2 separate regions of the Mus musculus genome follow, and region 2 is linked to region 1. A link is a contact called in public targeted proximity ligation data. All regions are on one chromosome and are shown on one strand. The core of a region is the stretch at or near the end of the contact, and the rest is flanking DNA. Distances in the headings are between cores, read along the strand shown.

The links.
Region 2: a contact with region 1 is called in a targeted proximity ligation map of extraembryonic endoderm stem cells. A contact is called at or near these places in 1 of 484 Hi-C or Micro-C datasets (extraembryonic endoderm stem cells), 2 of 130 datasets of targeted methods (embryonic stem cells and extraembryonic endoderm stem cells) and 1 of 9 other capture datasets (embryonic stem cells).

The regions. Positions count from the first base shown.
Region 1 is chr19:30,204,443-30,211,802 of GRCm38.p6, forward strand. No RefSeq gene overlaps it. Among named protein-coding and RNA genes, the nearest start is that of Mbl2, 25 kb to the right of the region's middle.
Region 2 is chr19:30,508,043-30,515,588 of GRCm38.p6, forward strand. No RefSeq gene overlaps it. Among named protein-coding and RNA genes, the nearest start is that of Dkk1, 38 kb to the right of the region's middle.

The sequences.
Region 1 (7,360 bases), core at 1,434-3,933:
GCTGGAATTAAGTTGAGGAACTTATACCACATTGCCCACCCCCCACATATGCATGTATGAATGTATGTATATATGTATGTATGTATATGTGTATATGTGTCTCCTCCCCTACCCTCTTCTCCCCTCTCCTCCCCTCCCCTCAACCCCTCCCCTCCTCTCCTCTTTTCTTTTGAGACAGGGTCTCACTATGTTGCTCTGGCTGCCTTGGAACTCACTATGTAGATCAGGCTGGTCTGGAACTCACAGAGATCCACATATGTGTGTGTGTGTGTGTGTGTGTGTGTGTGTGTGTGTGTGTGCATGTGGAAGCTGGTACTCTCCTTCCACCATGGTGGTTCTATGAACCAAACTCAGGGCCTCAGCAGATGGTTTTACAACAAAAGCTTTTAAAGCACGCACAGATCAGCCACCCTCTGTCTCGAGCTGGTTTTGGGTTTTGAGAGAGTGGCTCACACTTAATGCCTCGCTCTCGGTGTACTTAAGAAATAGTTGTTGAGGGGCTGGATGGCTCAGCAGTTAGAGCACTTGTTGCTCTTGCACAGGGCCTGGGTTTGGTTCCCAGCACCCACATGCTTGCTAACAACCATTTACAACTCTAGTTCCAAGAGGTCCAACACCCACTGCTGGCTACTGCAGGCACTGCTGGTATTGTGTATCACATACACACATTCAGGCAAAGGACTCGAATATATACAACAATATCAATAAATACAAAAGAAAATTTAAAAAGGAAATTGCTGTTGAAAACATGAACGAGAATAAAGAGAAACGAGATTAAGGATCCATGATCCATTCACTACAGTGAAGCTACAATTACCTCTTGTTTATTTTGCCTCAGTAGAAGATATGCTTATGTGTCTGTATATATGTGAGTATGCATTTACATAAGGACACTTCTAGGTGGGTCCTATTGGGACTGCAAAGCCCTTATTTGCTCTTTGAAAAAGAAGTGCTCAGAACATTGAGTGCTGGACACAAACGTCTCCCCTCATCTCTCTCGTCATGTAGTAATTGCAATTTCAAGTCATTTTCCCTAACTGTGTTTCCAGCTGAGGCATTCCAGATGACCTGAGGGTCTCGAGTTTGTGTGGCCTTATGGGACGACCTGAGCAGGGAGTTTGGGCAGATTCAGCTCATCCTGCCGGAATGCTGCCATCTAGTGTTCGTTTTCACAAACCGCACATGTACCGTTTTGATTTTGGATACCAGATTTACGATTTCAGGACATTGACGTGAGATGGGAACCTGAGCTTACAGCACTGCACAGACCAATCCCTCTCATCAAAATCTTTTGTGTGCTGCAGCTCAGGGGTATAGAGTGCTTGCTTGGCATGCATGAGGCCCAAGATCCAAAACTCTGTTCCTATCCTTCCTCCCCCAATAAAAAATTAATCTGAGGACTGAGGAATTTGTTCAGTGGTAGACCACTCACCAAACATGTGCAAGGACCTGGGATCATTCCAGCACTGGACACCCCCCCCCCAAATACAATAGTCCTTTAGATTGCAATATAGTCTGTTGTCTTGAGATATGTCCCTTTGACTTCTTCAGTTGAAGCCATATCCCATTTTTGCCAGTCACCTACTGCACGGTGGTGGATACTAGACATGTATTTCTGTGCTAGTGTAATCAGTGGACAAGTCACATGAGCACAGGGTGGGTGTTGATCATTTTCCATGCAGAGTGTTTGATCCTCACACTAATCATTCATGGCAGAATAAGTGTTGGCACGGAAGCTGTGGGATTGGAGTCCTGGAGGTCAGCGTCCCACCTCATGCTGTTAGAGGGTGCTTTTCATATGTCATATCAGGGAAGGGAAGGGAGAATCGCATCCAGTCTGCAGGGTGGTGCTGTGCACAGATTGTAATGCATTAGTGATGGACTCCAGTGGGTAATGCCTTCGTGCCACGTTAAAGGAAAGCAATAAAAAAACCACTTCCCCTTGGAGTGGTTTACACAGGAGTGCAGATTTGTATTTTCTAGTTCATGCTCCCTGCCATCCATCTTCTGTCCATCGCTTGTGGGAGTCCGAATCTGGGCCTGCCTGAAGAGTTTGTGAATCTGTGTGTCCCTGTGTCTATGTCTGTGTGTGTGATGTCTGTTGTATGAGCTGTGTGTGTGTGTCTATGGTTCTCTCTTTCTCTACTCTGTCTGTGATATATGCCTTTTTTTTTTTTTTTTTTTTGGTTTTTCGAGACAGGGTTTCTCTGTATAACCCTGGCTGTCCTGGAACTCACTCTGTAGACCAGGCTGGCCTCGAACTCAGAAATCCGCCTGCCTCTGCCTCTCGATTGCTGGGATTAAAGGCGTGCGCCACCACCGCCTGGCTGATATATGTCTTTTAACAAAGGGCTTTGCTCTGTATTGAACAGCAGAGAGGGCATCACATGAGGGAAGGCATGTGGTAGTTCATAGAAATCTTTAACAGAGTTTTACAGAGATTAAGTCGCTGGCTCCAACTGTCCCAACTGACCCAGATAACAAATATCATTGTTTATCCACCAATGCCCCTAGATGGATGGTAGATTTTAGGAAATTTGCTTTCAGTTGATATATTTGCTGCTTTCAGGGAGTTGATACACATGCATTGTTCTGGGTCAGGAGCAAGCAGGAGTACATGACTTAAGATAGCAGCTACACTTTAACTTAGGTTGTAAAAACTGATTATGTGGGAAACTCAAGGCAAGTAAGATTGTTGATACATTGTTCTCTTAAAGGCAGGCTAAACAGTCAGGCTGAGTACACAGTAGGCTAGCAGTCTTAAGTGACTTCAAGGTAAATTATTAACTTTGGCTGTGAGGTCCAGCAAAAGTTCTGGTCTCATAGGATGTAAAAGCTATTGTCAGAATATTGCACTGCCAGTGACAGCCCAGAGTGTTTCTTCAACCTGAAGGTTTCCAGAACCGGGAATGTTCTAGAAAGCCAAACACTGGACTATGGGAGACTCGGCAGCCGTTGTGTAGCTGTGAAGCCAGGGAGAGGGCCTGAGTCTTTTCTATGATGCTCCTGTTTGCCCGCCTTCCCCAACCACCCACACTCAGATTTGCCCTCTGTCACTTTGCTTGTTCACTCAGGCCCATCACCATGTGGGCAGCTCAGCTTTCTGTCAACTTGACACAAGTTAGAGTCATCTGGGAAGAGAGACCCTCAACGGAGAAAATGCCCTCATAAGATTGTTCTGTAGGCAAATGTGTGGGGGCACTTTCTTAATTAATGATTGATATAGGTGGGCCCAGTGGCCCACTGCCCTCAGCAAGTGGTCCTAGGTTGTATAAGAAAGCCTTTTTAGCAAGACATGGGGAGAAAGCCATTAAGCAATGTTTCCCCCCATGATCTGTTTCAGGTTCTGCCTTCAGGTTCAGGCCTCTAGTCCCTGCCCACTTCCTGATGATGGACTGTAACCTTTAAGCCAAACAAGCCCATTCCTCCCTAGGCTGCTTGTGGTCATGGTGTTCATCACAGCAATAGGAAGCAAACTAAGACACTGTGTGACAGTCCCTATTCACAGTGTGGGGCCAGAGCCTATTGCCCTTACCATTCCTGAAATCCTCTTGTGGCAGAGCCTTGCTCCATGACTTTTGGGCACTCAGGTCAGAAAGTGCACAACTCAGATGTTTCCACCTCTTTGTAGCAAACCCACAGCAGCTGTGGCATGGGGGGCAAGCAGAGAACTCACTAACAGCCAGGGACCAGTAGGCGTTTAAAACACAAGCTTGACAGCTGGGATTGAAGTGAGGCTAGGAAGTCACTGGGGTCTGGACACAGCATCTGTACTGCAGAAACCTTGGGGCATTTGGCTGAAGTACCTGTTCATGAGAGGAGCCTGAGGTGCACAGATGGTTCCATTTGAAGGCTCTAGGCACATAGGAAAGAAACACCCTTCCCCACTGGAGTTCAGTTCCAAATGAGACCCAGATAGACACCACCAGACAGACAGGCAGCATTGCTGAACTGCTTCCCTGGGTAAAGAATGCTACACAGACACAGAGCCCTGGCTTATGAGGGACAAGCTGAGGTTGTATAATTCATAATGAGCCTCAAAGTTACAGGGTGGGGGAGGTGAGTGGTGGGTCTCATGATCCAGCACAGCCCTCTAAACCCAGCCTTCATCTCTACTTCCCTCCACTCCTCTAGGCTGTACTGACCATATTCTATGTCTCTCCTGGAGTCTCTTCAGCATCGTCTTTGCCTGGAGCATTCTTTTTTTTTTTTTTTTTTTTTTTTTTTTTTTTTTTTTTTTCCTAATCACTTTATCTACTTTGCTCAAGTCTCATTCTTTCAAAGAGGCCTACCCTGAAGATTTTGTTCAACTCTGCTACCAATGCCCTGTTCAACCTGGGGTTAACTGGTCAAGGTTTTGCCATTGCTGGTAGGAATCATAGCCATACCTGTTACAATGAGATTTAAAGATCTTATTGTCACCAAAAGGGGTGGAGGTCCTTCAGTAGATGGAGCCGGTTGTGTGTATGTGTGCAGCAGAGGTATGTCAACACGTTATACCTGACGTGAACTATAATCAAGTCCACATATCCATAATTTTTTTTTTTTTTGGTTTTGGTTTTGTTTTGTTTTTTTTTTTTTTTTTTTTTTTTTGGTTTTTCGAGACAGGGTTTCTCTGTGTAGCCCTGGCTGTCCTGGAACTCACTCTGTAGACCAGGCTCCCTCGAACTCAGAAATCCGCTTGCCTCTGCCTCCCAAGTGCTGGGATTAAAGGCGTGCACCACCACGCCCAGCTCCTTTCTTTCCTTAAGAAAGGGATTTGTTGCCTTGAATGGTGACACATGCCTTTAGTCCCAGTGCTCAGGAAACAGAGGCAGGCAAATCTCTGAGTTTGAAGGCAGCCTACTCTACAGAGTGAGTTCCAGGATAGCCGGGGGTGTACAGAGAAATCTTGTCTCGAGAAACCAAGAAACGAACAGAAAAAAAAAACATAAACAAAACTGCTAGTTTATTTCATACAAATGTTTACACTCTGCAGTTCACAGGAACAGAGACAAAAAGCTTTTCCAACCAAATGAATTCATTCTTTTTCCTCTCCTTTGCTTTGTGGGAATTTATAAAAGAACAGATGTGTATCTATAAAGAATGAATGAGTGATTCAAGGGAAATTCGTCAGTCTTATGACAGCCATAAGCATTATTTAAATTTCTAACATCCTTCATCTCCTGCCACGTTAAAAATATTCATGTTTATTCAATGTTGTCAAATTGGGCTGATGTTTTTATAAAGCTGCCGCTGCCTAACCTTTCAATGTAAATTACCTAAAGCTTCACGGGTAGGCAACACCTGGAAGGTCTTTGCTACAGATATTGTTCAATCCCTCTGAGTTTTCTGAATGCACAGTATGGGGCTTTGATTGTCAACATTTGAAAAAGTGCCCATAAATGTGTGCTTTTCTTTCTGGGTATTCACTTCTATTCCATTGATCAACCTGTCTGTCTCTGTACCAAAACTGTGCAGGTTTTTTTTTTGTTTGTTTGTTTTGGTTTTTTTTTTTGTTGTTGTTTGTTTGTTTGTTTGTTTGTTTTATCACTATTGCTCTGTAGTACTGCTTGAGGTCAGGGATGGCGATTCCTCCCAGAAATTCTTTTATTGTTAAGAATAGTTTTTGCTATCCTGGGTTTTTTGTTTTTCCATATGAAATTGAGCATTGCTCTTCCCATATGTTTGAAGAATTGGGTTGGGACTTTGATGGGGATTGCACTGAGTCTGTAGATTGCCTTTGGTAGGACGGCCATCTTTACTGTTAGTGCTGCCAATCCATGAGCATGGGAGATCTCTCCATTTTCTGAGGTCTTCGTTAATTTCTTTCTTGAGAGACTTGAAGTTCTTGTCATACAGACCTTTCACTTGTTTGGTTAGAGTCACACCAAGATATTTTATATTATTTGTGATTATTGTGAAGGTGTTGTTTCTCTATTTTCTTTCTCAACCTGTTTATCATTTGTATAAACAAAGGCTACTGATTTTTTTTTTTTTTTGAGTTTTATATCCAGGCACTTTGCTGAAGTTGTTTATCAGCTGTAGAAGTTCTCTGGTAGAATTTTTGGGGTCGCTTATGTATACTATCATATCATCTGCAAATAGGGTCACCTTGACTTCTTTGCCAATTTGTCTCTTTGATCTCTTTTTTGTTGTCTAATTGCTCTGGCTAGAACTTTGAGTCCTATTTTGAGAGTAGGCATCCTTGTCTTGTCCCTGATTTTAGTGGGATTGCTTCAAGTATCTCTCCATTTAATTTGATATTGGCTGTTGGTTTGCTGTTTATTGCTTTTATTATATTTAGGTATGCACCTTGACTTCCTGATCTCTCTAATACTTTTATCATGAACGGGTGTTGTATTTTGTCAAATGCTTTTTGAGCATCTGATGAGATGATCATGTGATTTTTTTCTTAGAATTTGTTTATATAGTAGATTTTCATATATTATATTTCATATATGGATTTTCATATATTGAACCATCCCTGCATCCCTGGAATGAAGCCTACTTATTCATGGTGAATGATTGTTGGGGGAGGGGAAGACTAGGAGTGAAGAAGCCCTGAGGGCCAGGAGAATGAATGGAAATATGCAACCTCAGAGGTGGGGGGACCCTCTAGAATGTACCAGAGACCTGGGAGGTGAGAGGCTCTCAGGACTCAAGGGCAGGGACCTTAGATGAAATGCCCAACAGGGGGAAGAGGGAATTTACAGAATCCACCTCCAGTAGAAAGACAGGGTATCAAGTGGAGGGATGGTGTTGCCATCCCACAGTCAAAAACTCTGACCCAGAATTGTTCCTGCCTAAAAGAACTGCAGGGACAAAAATGGAGAAGAGACTGAGGGAGAGGAGGTCCAGTGACAGCCCAACTTGGGATCCAGCTCAAGGCATGGTTCCAAGGCCTGACACTATTACTAATTCTATCATGTGCTTACAGACAGGAGCCTAGCATGGCTGCCCTCCAAGAGGCCCAACAAGCAGCTGAAAGAGTCAGATGCAGATATTTACACCCAACCAATGGCCTGAAGTCAGACCCCGTAGGAAGACCAGCAGTCTCAACTGACCCAGACCCCTGAGATCTCTCAGACACTGAGCCACAGATCAGGCAGCATACACCAGCTGATATGAGACTCTCAGCATAAACAGCAGAGGACTGCCTGGTTGGGCCTCAGTGAGAGAGGAAGCACCTAACCCTTGAAAGTCTTGGGGCCCCAGGGAATGGGGAGGCCTGGTGGGGGTGGAGTGGGAAGTGGGGACATCTTGGGGAGGGGAGAGAATGGAATGAGGGCAGAACAAGGGGGATAATGACTAACAACTGGACTGTAAAGAAAAATATTAAATATTAAAAAAAAAAAAGAATTGCAGCTGTGTTCTGTAA
Region 2 (7,546 bases), core at 894-3,393, 300 kb after region 1:
ACAGATGAATAAACAAAAAAAAGTTAGTTCGTGGTAAAAATGGGTACATTGGGAGGGAATACAATTTTAAAGTCTCTAGGAGAAAAATTGTATAACTTTATTAGCCAATTAATCAATTCTTAAACAAAATTCATGCTAAGTAAAATTTTTAGTTGGTAAATAACGTGATCTAACAATGTAAACATTTTAAATTTAGTATTAAAGGTAAAATAAAAAGACAAATCGTGGAATGAGAGAGAATATTTGCAAATCCATAATAATAATTGGCTTTTCTAACTCAATAAGGCCCATTATAACTAATTTCTCTAAAAAAGAAATGATTGGAGTAGACATTTTATATACTAAGGACTAGCAAACACAAGAAAAGACTTGTTCTCTTTAGTCATCAGGGGAAACCTAACTGGATACATCACAATAAAATGGCTGTTATTGAAAAACAACAATGTTAGTTGAAATGTGAACTAGAGCTTAGTCTCTCTGTGTGTCTCTGTCTCTGTCTCTGTCTGTCTGTCTGTCTGTCTCTCTCTCTCTCTGTGTAGATCAGAGCATGACTTGTGGGTGACGATTTTCCCCTTCCACCATACGGGTATCAACCAGGGATGGAACTCAGGGTTTAAGCTCTGTAAGCATGTGCTTTACCCCATGCATCATATAACTGGCCCTAAACTAGATGTTTTTCTTTTAATTTTTTGAGAAATTCATATACCGGTACATTATATTCACATCATTTCCTCCTGACCCCTCACCTCAATTTCTTTCCAGCTCTCTCTCTCTCTCTCTCTCTCTCTCCCTCTCTCTCTTTCTCAGATTCATGACCTCTTTTGTATAATTAGTAATGTTAGACACATAATTCTCATTCTCAGGTGTATATGGGATTAGGGATGACTGCTTGGGATTGGATAACTTGTGTAGACCCAACTAGTGCATCTACAACACAACCCTATATCAAAGACTCAGGGAACATCGCAGAGAAAGAGATGGAAAGACTGTAAGAGCCAGAAGAGTAGGATTTCTGCTGCAAGAAGTCTTTTAGACATGACATAGAGCTGCACCATGAAATCTCAACTATGTAGTTGCCTAAACTAGACTTACATAATGGTAATACCAGTCCCCATGCTAAGAGGGACGAGGAAACTCACAATTTCCCACCCCTAGATATAGCAGGGACTTTTATAACATTGCTAGAGGGTATAGAAAATATTGCAACCACTTTGGAAGTCTGGCAGCACTAAGATATTTAAATATGTTACCACATGATCTAGCAATGACACTTCTAGGTATATTCCGAATAAAAATAAAAATACATGTCTACACCAAAACTTGTCTCACTGTAGTATAACTCATAACTGATCTAAACGGAAAATAGCCCAAATGTTTATTAACTTGAAGGTGAATTTCAAAACGTAAGAGTTGCAGAGAATGGAAGATTGAAGTCAATACATTCTACAAAGGACTAAATCTCAGAATAATATGATAAATAAAAGACACCAAGATGAATGACTGACTATAAAGCGTATGATACAACTTTTATTAAGTGTACAACACAATCAAATCTATCAACACAGCATCCGTATTAATGTTTACTATGAGAGGAATCAAACACAGTTATTTCTGAGAAGTCTGTACCATTTAGTGGCCCGATAGCACAGTAATAAAGCAAAAAATAATAAAGAAGTAAGGCTTAAAACCATGGATTCATATACTTCTGGATAAAGGACTGTGTTCAGAATACTAGCCCAAGCAAACGATTCTCAAGTTCAGCTACATTTTCTGCTGCAGGGGTGGCATGGAGAGACAGAAGCCACACAAAAAGACAGGGGAGGAGGTAAGAGGAGGGTTAATGAATAGATACTGCAATACTTAGAAGCTCAGTGTGAAGACAGGATAATGCTACTGCTACAGAAGCAAAAGGAGATGAAAGAAACATCATGTTTTTAGCTGTGTAATTATGAAGTAGATAGAACTTGAGAAAGAACTAAACTAAGAGAATAAATGACCTGGACTTCCCATAATTAGTACATTCTGGGCATACTGGATTATATGGTCTAATAGGCTATGCTGCCGCTCTCTAGGTTACTTCAGGTCAACAGAGTGGAAGCAACAATGTAACAAGAAGAATGAGGAGACTGACACTGTGGTAACACTATCAGCTAACTTCTTAGGATACCACGTGTCTAGATGGAATCTCTGAGACCTAGCAAGTTTAGACAGAAGTGGTGTGAGGATTTCCCCCAAGTTTGATAATGAGACACATTTCCCAGCATCTCCTTCCTTACAGTCCTGGGGAGATGAGAGTGTCTCCTCTTCATTCAATTTGCTTACCTGGTAAGCAAAGCAAAGCATTCATTTGGATTTGGGCTAAATGACAAGATGCTGTCAGGGACTTGTGTTTAGCATCAAAGCGGAGAGGAACGCCCAGTCACAGTTCTTTCCGACAGTCTTTCTAGGCCATTGTCATCTCTCCTGTTATCACCACCCCCCACCCCCTCTTGCTTGTTCAGCCATCACCCATTTGTCCACTCCAACTTTTATTCCATTTGTCTTTTACACACTCCCTGTCTGGTTGAGCGCTCCCACTCATGTCTTCAGCAAACACTGGATGAGTCTTGCAAGTAGCTGGTGCCACACTGTAGACTAGGAAGGGAAGGCTAAACAACATAAGAAAGTTCCAACCCCGCAGGGAGTTTGCTAAATATTAACCCAAAGGATACAGGGCAAAAGCAATGGGCTGGCTTCTTTATTGTGTGCATCTAAGCATATCCACAGCGTTATCTCCTCTGATAGCTTTTTGAATGGATACTACGTCTTGTAGGGAAAAAGTGTGGACAGGGTGATCAGGGTTTACAGTTTAATAGTTGTGAATTTAGCTTTGTAGCTGAGTGGAGAATGGTAGAAGAGCATACTCTCTTTTTTTGGAGGGGATTGTTATGAACATGGCTTGCTCAGTTAATGGCAGTAGTGAAGATGTGAGAATTTTATTACTAGCAAAAATACATTCACTAGCTTCTGTAGGGTAAGAAATATTTTGGGCGTAGTTTCTTTCTTTCTTTCTTTCCTTTTTTTTTTTTTTTTTTCTTGTGATTTCAGCGAAATAGGTGTATAGAATAGAGCTCTGACAATAGTAACACAAGGAACGAAATATAAACCTCATATCCCAAAGAGCTGGATTTGACTCTTAGATCTGCCACTGATTTTACCACCTTGCACAAGATAGTGACAGCCCTGGGCCCCTGTTTCTGTATCTGACAAACTTATATAATAATGCCTATCTTCTCTGAATGTTCATGGTTTCAAACACATATGGCATTTTATAAAGTTTTAAACTCTGGGCATAACCATTCATCAAATATAGGTGATAAATATTTTCCTGTCTAGCCCTTTCTTCTTTTGGCAACAACAAAAGGAAGGGACATGAAACACTTTATAATTTTTCTAGACTCAAATCTTGGCTGCATTCTATCTTTCTCAAGATTTATTTATTTATTTATTTTTTGTTTAGTCTACATGTACGTCTGTATCCCATGTGTGTGCTCCTGGTGCCCAGACAGGGGGTCAGAAGAGGACAGTGAATTCTTGGGAACTGGCGTTGCAGACAGTTTGGAGCACTGGGCACTGAATTCAGGCCTTCTAGGAGAGAAGGGCTCAGTCTGCCGAGCCATATCTCATCTCCATTCAGTCTCATTTCTCATTGTTTCTATCAATGGACATTTCTGTTAGTCATGTCTCATGTCCCCATCTTTTAAATCTGTTACAAAATTTGGTTTTTTTTTAACCTAAAAAAACAATTTTCACTTTATCCCATTTCATATCTTTCAAATTACAAAAAGAATATGTTTATTGTAGAATGTAAATATATAAAGATGAATAAATCCAGACTAAACTTTGACATCTCACCTCTTCGAATCATGATTCTCGTGGTATAACCAGAGGTGTGTGTTTCTTGTGGAGACATCTTTTTTTCTGAAAAGAAAATAGTTTAAAACACATTGTTTATCTTACTTTTTAAAATTTAACATTTAATAATATTTGGCACAAATGTATCTTTCCCCACTTTCCTTCCAGGGTTATCTCTTGCTCTTATCAACAGCTAGATGTGTGTGTGTGTGTGTGTGTGTGTGTGTGTGTTTGGGACTAATTAAAGGTTATTAGGGTATTCCAAACACACACACATTGATACACACACACACACACACACACACACACACACACACACATGCACTCACACACACACACACACACACACACACACACACACACACGAATGAATGAATGCAGAACTCAAGAAAGTTAATGTGCAGAAGGACCCAAGTAAGGGTGCTTCAATTCACTTGGGAGGGAGAAGAAAACAATCACAGGAAGCAGAGGGAGGGAGGGATCTGAGGGGAAAAGGAGAGGGGAATGGGAAAAGGGGAACATGATCAGGTATGAGGGGGATGGGAGAATGAATGGAAATATGCAACCTGGGGGTGGGGTGGAAGGTAGGGGGATGCTCTAGAAAATACCAGAGACCTGGGAGGTGAGAGACGCTCAGGACTCAAAGGGAGGGACCTTAGATGAAATGCCCAACAGTGGGGAGAGGGAACTTATAGAGTCCCCTCCAGTAGAAAGACAGGGCATCAAGTGGAGGGATGGGGTTCCACCCCACAGTCAAATACTCTGACCCAGAATTGTTCCTGTCTAAAAGAACTACAGCGACAGAAAGAGAGAGAGAGAGAGAGAGAGAGAGAGAGAGAGAGAGAAGAGAAGAGAAGAGAAGAGAAGAGAAGAGAAGAGAAGAGAAGAGAAGAGAAGAGAAGAGAAGAGAAGAGAAGAGAAGAGAAGAGAAGAGAAGAGACTGAAAGAAAGAAGGTCCAGTCACCAGCTCAACTTGGGATCCATCTTAAGGGGAGTCCCCAAGGCCTGACACTATTACTGATGCTGTGGTGTGCTTACAGACAGGAGCCTAGCATGGCTGCCCTCTGAGCAGCCCAACAAGCAGCTGACAGAGTCAGATGCAGAAACTTACACCCAACCATTGGACTGAAGTCAGGGACCCCTGTGGTTGAATTAGGAAAAGGCTGAAAGAAGCTGAGGAGGAGGTCGACCCCATAGAAGGACCAGCAGTCTCAACTAACTTGGACCCCTGAGATCTCTCAGACAATGGGCCACCAACCAGGCAGCATACAAGAGCTGATCCAGGGCTTCCAACACATATACAGCAGAGGACTGCCTGGTCTGGCCTCAGTGGGAGAAGAAGTGCCAGGGAGTGGGGAAGCTTGGTTGGGGGTGGGGACATGCTCTTGGAGACAGGGGAGAGGAGGACTGGGATGAGGCACTTTGGGAGGGTGGACCAGGTGGGGATAACAACTGAAATGTAAATAAAAGTAATTAAAAAAATTTTAAAATTAATTAAAAAGTAGAGCACAGGAGAAAGAACAGAAGCAGCAACAACAAGAAGAACCCGTTGACAATTACCCAGTGTGGTTATAAAGCTAGGCTTGTTTCTTTATGCTAACTCTTGTTCACATACATCGTTCTTTCTCCTGTCTATGTTCCTTCCGAGCCTCACTATTTCTTGAGGTTAGTGATAACCTTCGATTCATACTCTTATCTTTAGAGGCAGATAGTAAATATACAGAAGCCTTTAGAAAAAGTAACTTAGGTAATGGCTCAATGCCCCAGTGTAGGGGAATGCTGGGGTGGTGAGGCAGGAGTGGGTGGGTGGGAGGGTGGGGGGGGGAGCACTCCAAAGGAAGCAGGGAGAGGGGAGATGGGAGAGGGGAGTTGAGGAGGGGAAACTGGGAAGGGGATAACATTTGAAATGTAAATACATAAAATAACCAATAATTTATAAAGAAAGAGTCCTAACTTTTCAAGTCAAAGAGATTTAGATTCAAATCCTCTGGCTGAAGCTGGGTGAGTGTGTCAATGGGCAAAGCTCTTAAAACAAGAGCGCCAGAGTTTGGATCCCAAGGACTCAAGTAAAAAGGCAGCAACAGCAACATACATCCATACTTTCTGTGCTGGGGAAGCAGGGGGAGCCAGTAGACAAGCTCTAGGTTCAGTGAGGGACCATGTCTCAGACAAACACTCACACACACACACACACACACACACGCACACACACACACACATGCACAACCACATACACACACACACACACACACACACACACACACACACACACACATACACACATGTGGAACAACTGAGGAAGCCCACTAGTGTCCACCTCCAGCCTCTGCATGCAACATTATTGGGTTCAAGAACAGTCAGATTTATCAATGAAGTGAAAAGAGCATAAGGGAGAATCTTAGAGATCTTGGGAATTGAGGAGATCTTCTGACCTTTCTAAATCACTGCTAAGCCTTTGTCCAACCTTTGATGCTCCCAGGGCCTTGTCACTTCCCTTCTGTTTGGGGGACTCTAGACCTGTCTTTTCAGACAAACCTTAAATTCCTCACTGACTTCTCTCAAAAGAATGTCTTTATCTTACACCTTAACTTTTGCTTCTACATTTAAGAGAATAATTAATACAAACTAGTCGAAAGTAGTAGATGAAAACAGAGATCCTTTTAAGTAGAGTTAAGAAGTAATCCAAATGTCATTGTCTCATAGTCCGAAACCAGGGGTGTTCTTCCAGGTGGTCGAAAACCATCCTTGAGCTAGGAACCATACTGAGGGGTCAAAGCAGTTCCCCCTCCCCTGGGAGACCATGGGGGAGATAATGGGATCCATACAAAGAGGCTTATCTCACTGAAAACCATGAAAGAAGCGAGCAGTTTAGGAATGAAAGGTTATCAACCAGAGACAGAGTGACCTGGTGGGAAAGGCAGTCATTTGAAAGGTGTGTGTGCAGCTCCTGGAGCCCTGCAGTGTGCAGTGCACCCTCCCTAGCTGGATAGTTGTTACGCAGAGTTAATACTGAAAGTGACTGTTAGGCCGCTGGCAATCAAGAACTATAAGCAAAATTAAAATTGCATGTATTCAGATACTAATAGGCAGTTCTAAACTATTCAACAGCCTTCTCATGGAATTAAGAACATTAAAACGTGGTAGGCCATCTGAACACCTCAGTCATTGCCTCCAGGAAGGACATAACACATACATGTGGAAGGAAAGCCCCTTTATATTTAGTGGAAGTTCCAGGCACAAAGGTAGTTTTGGTAGTATAATGGTGACTCAGGGAAAGAGGAATCAAAAAGTTAAAAAGAAAAGAGATCAGTAAGAAGATGCCTAATCAGCCTAGGGGCCTTGGCAAAGAAGAGACCAAAGAGGAGATAGGGTTAAGAGATGGTTGAGTAAGAAGAAAATGGATTCGGTGAGTCCCTTGATAAGGAGGAAGAAAGGGATGCCATGCGTCTGTCTGAAAGATGAATGATAGCATCGTCTTCAGTCTGAGGGAGAGGCAGCAGCTTTGTCCACATGACACTGAGTTGAGTGACGGAGCCTTTCCTTTTTCTTCTGTAAATAATAAAAATAATCCCAGAGAATTTTGCACAGTTAAGAAGCAGCCCTAGGCCTAGTGCTGAATCTAGGTTTATGCAGCATTTACACCAAGCCTTTA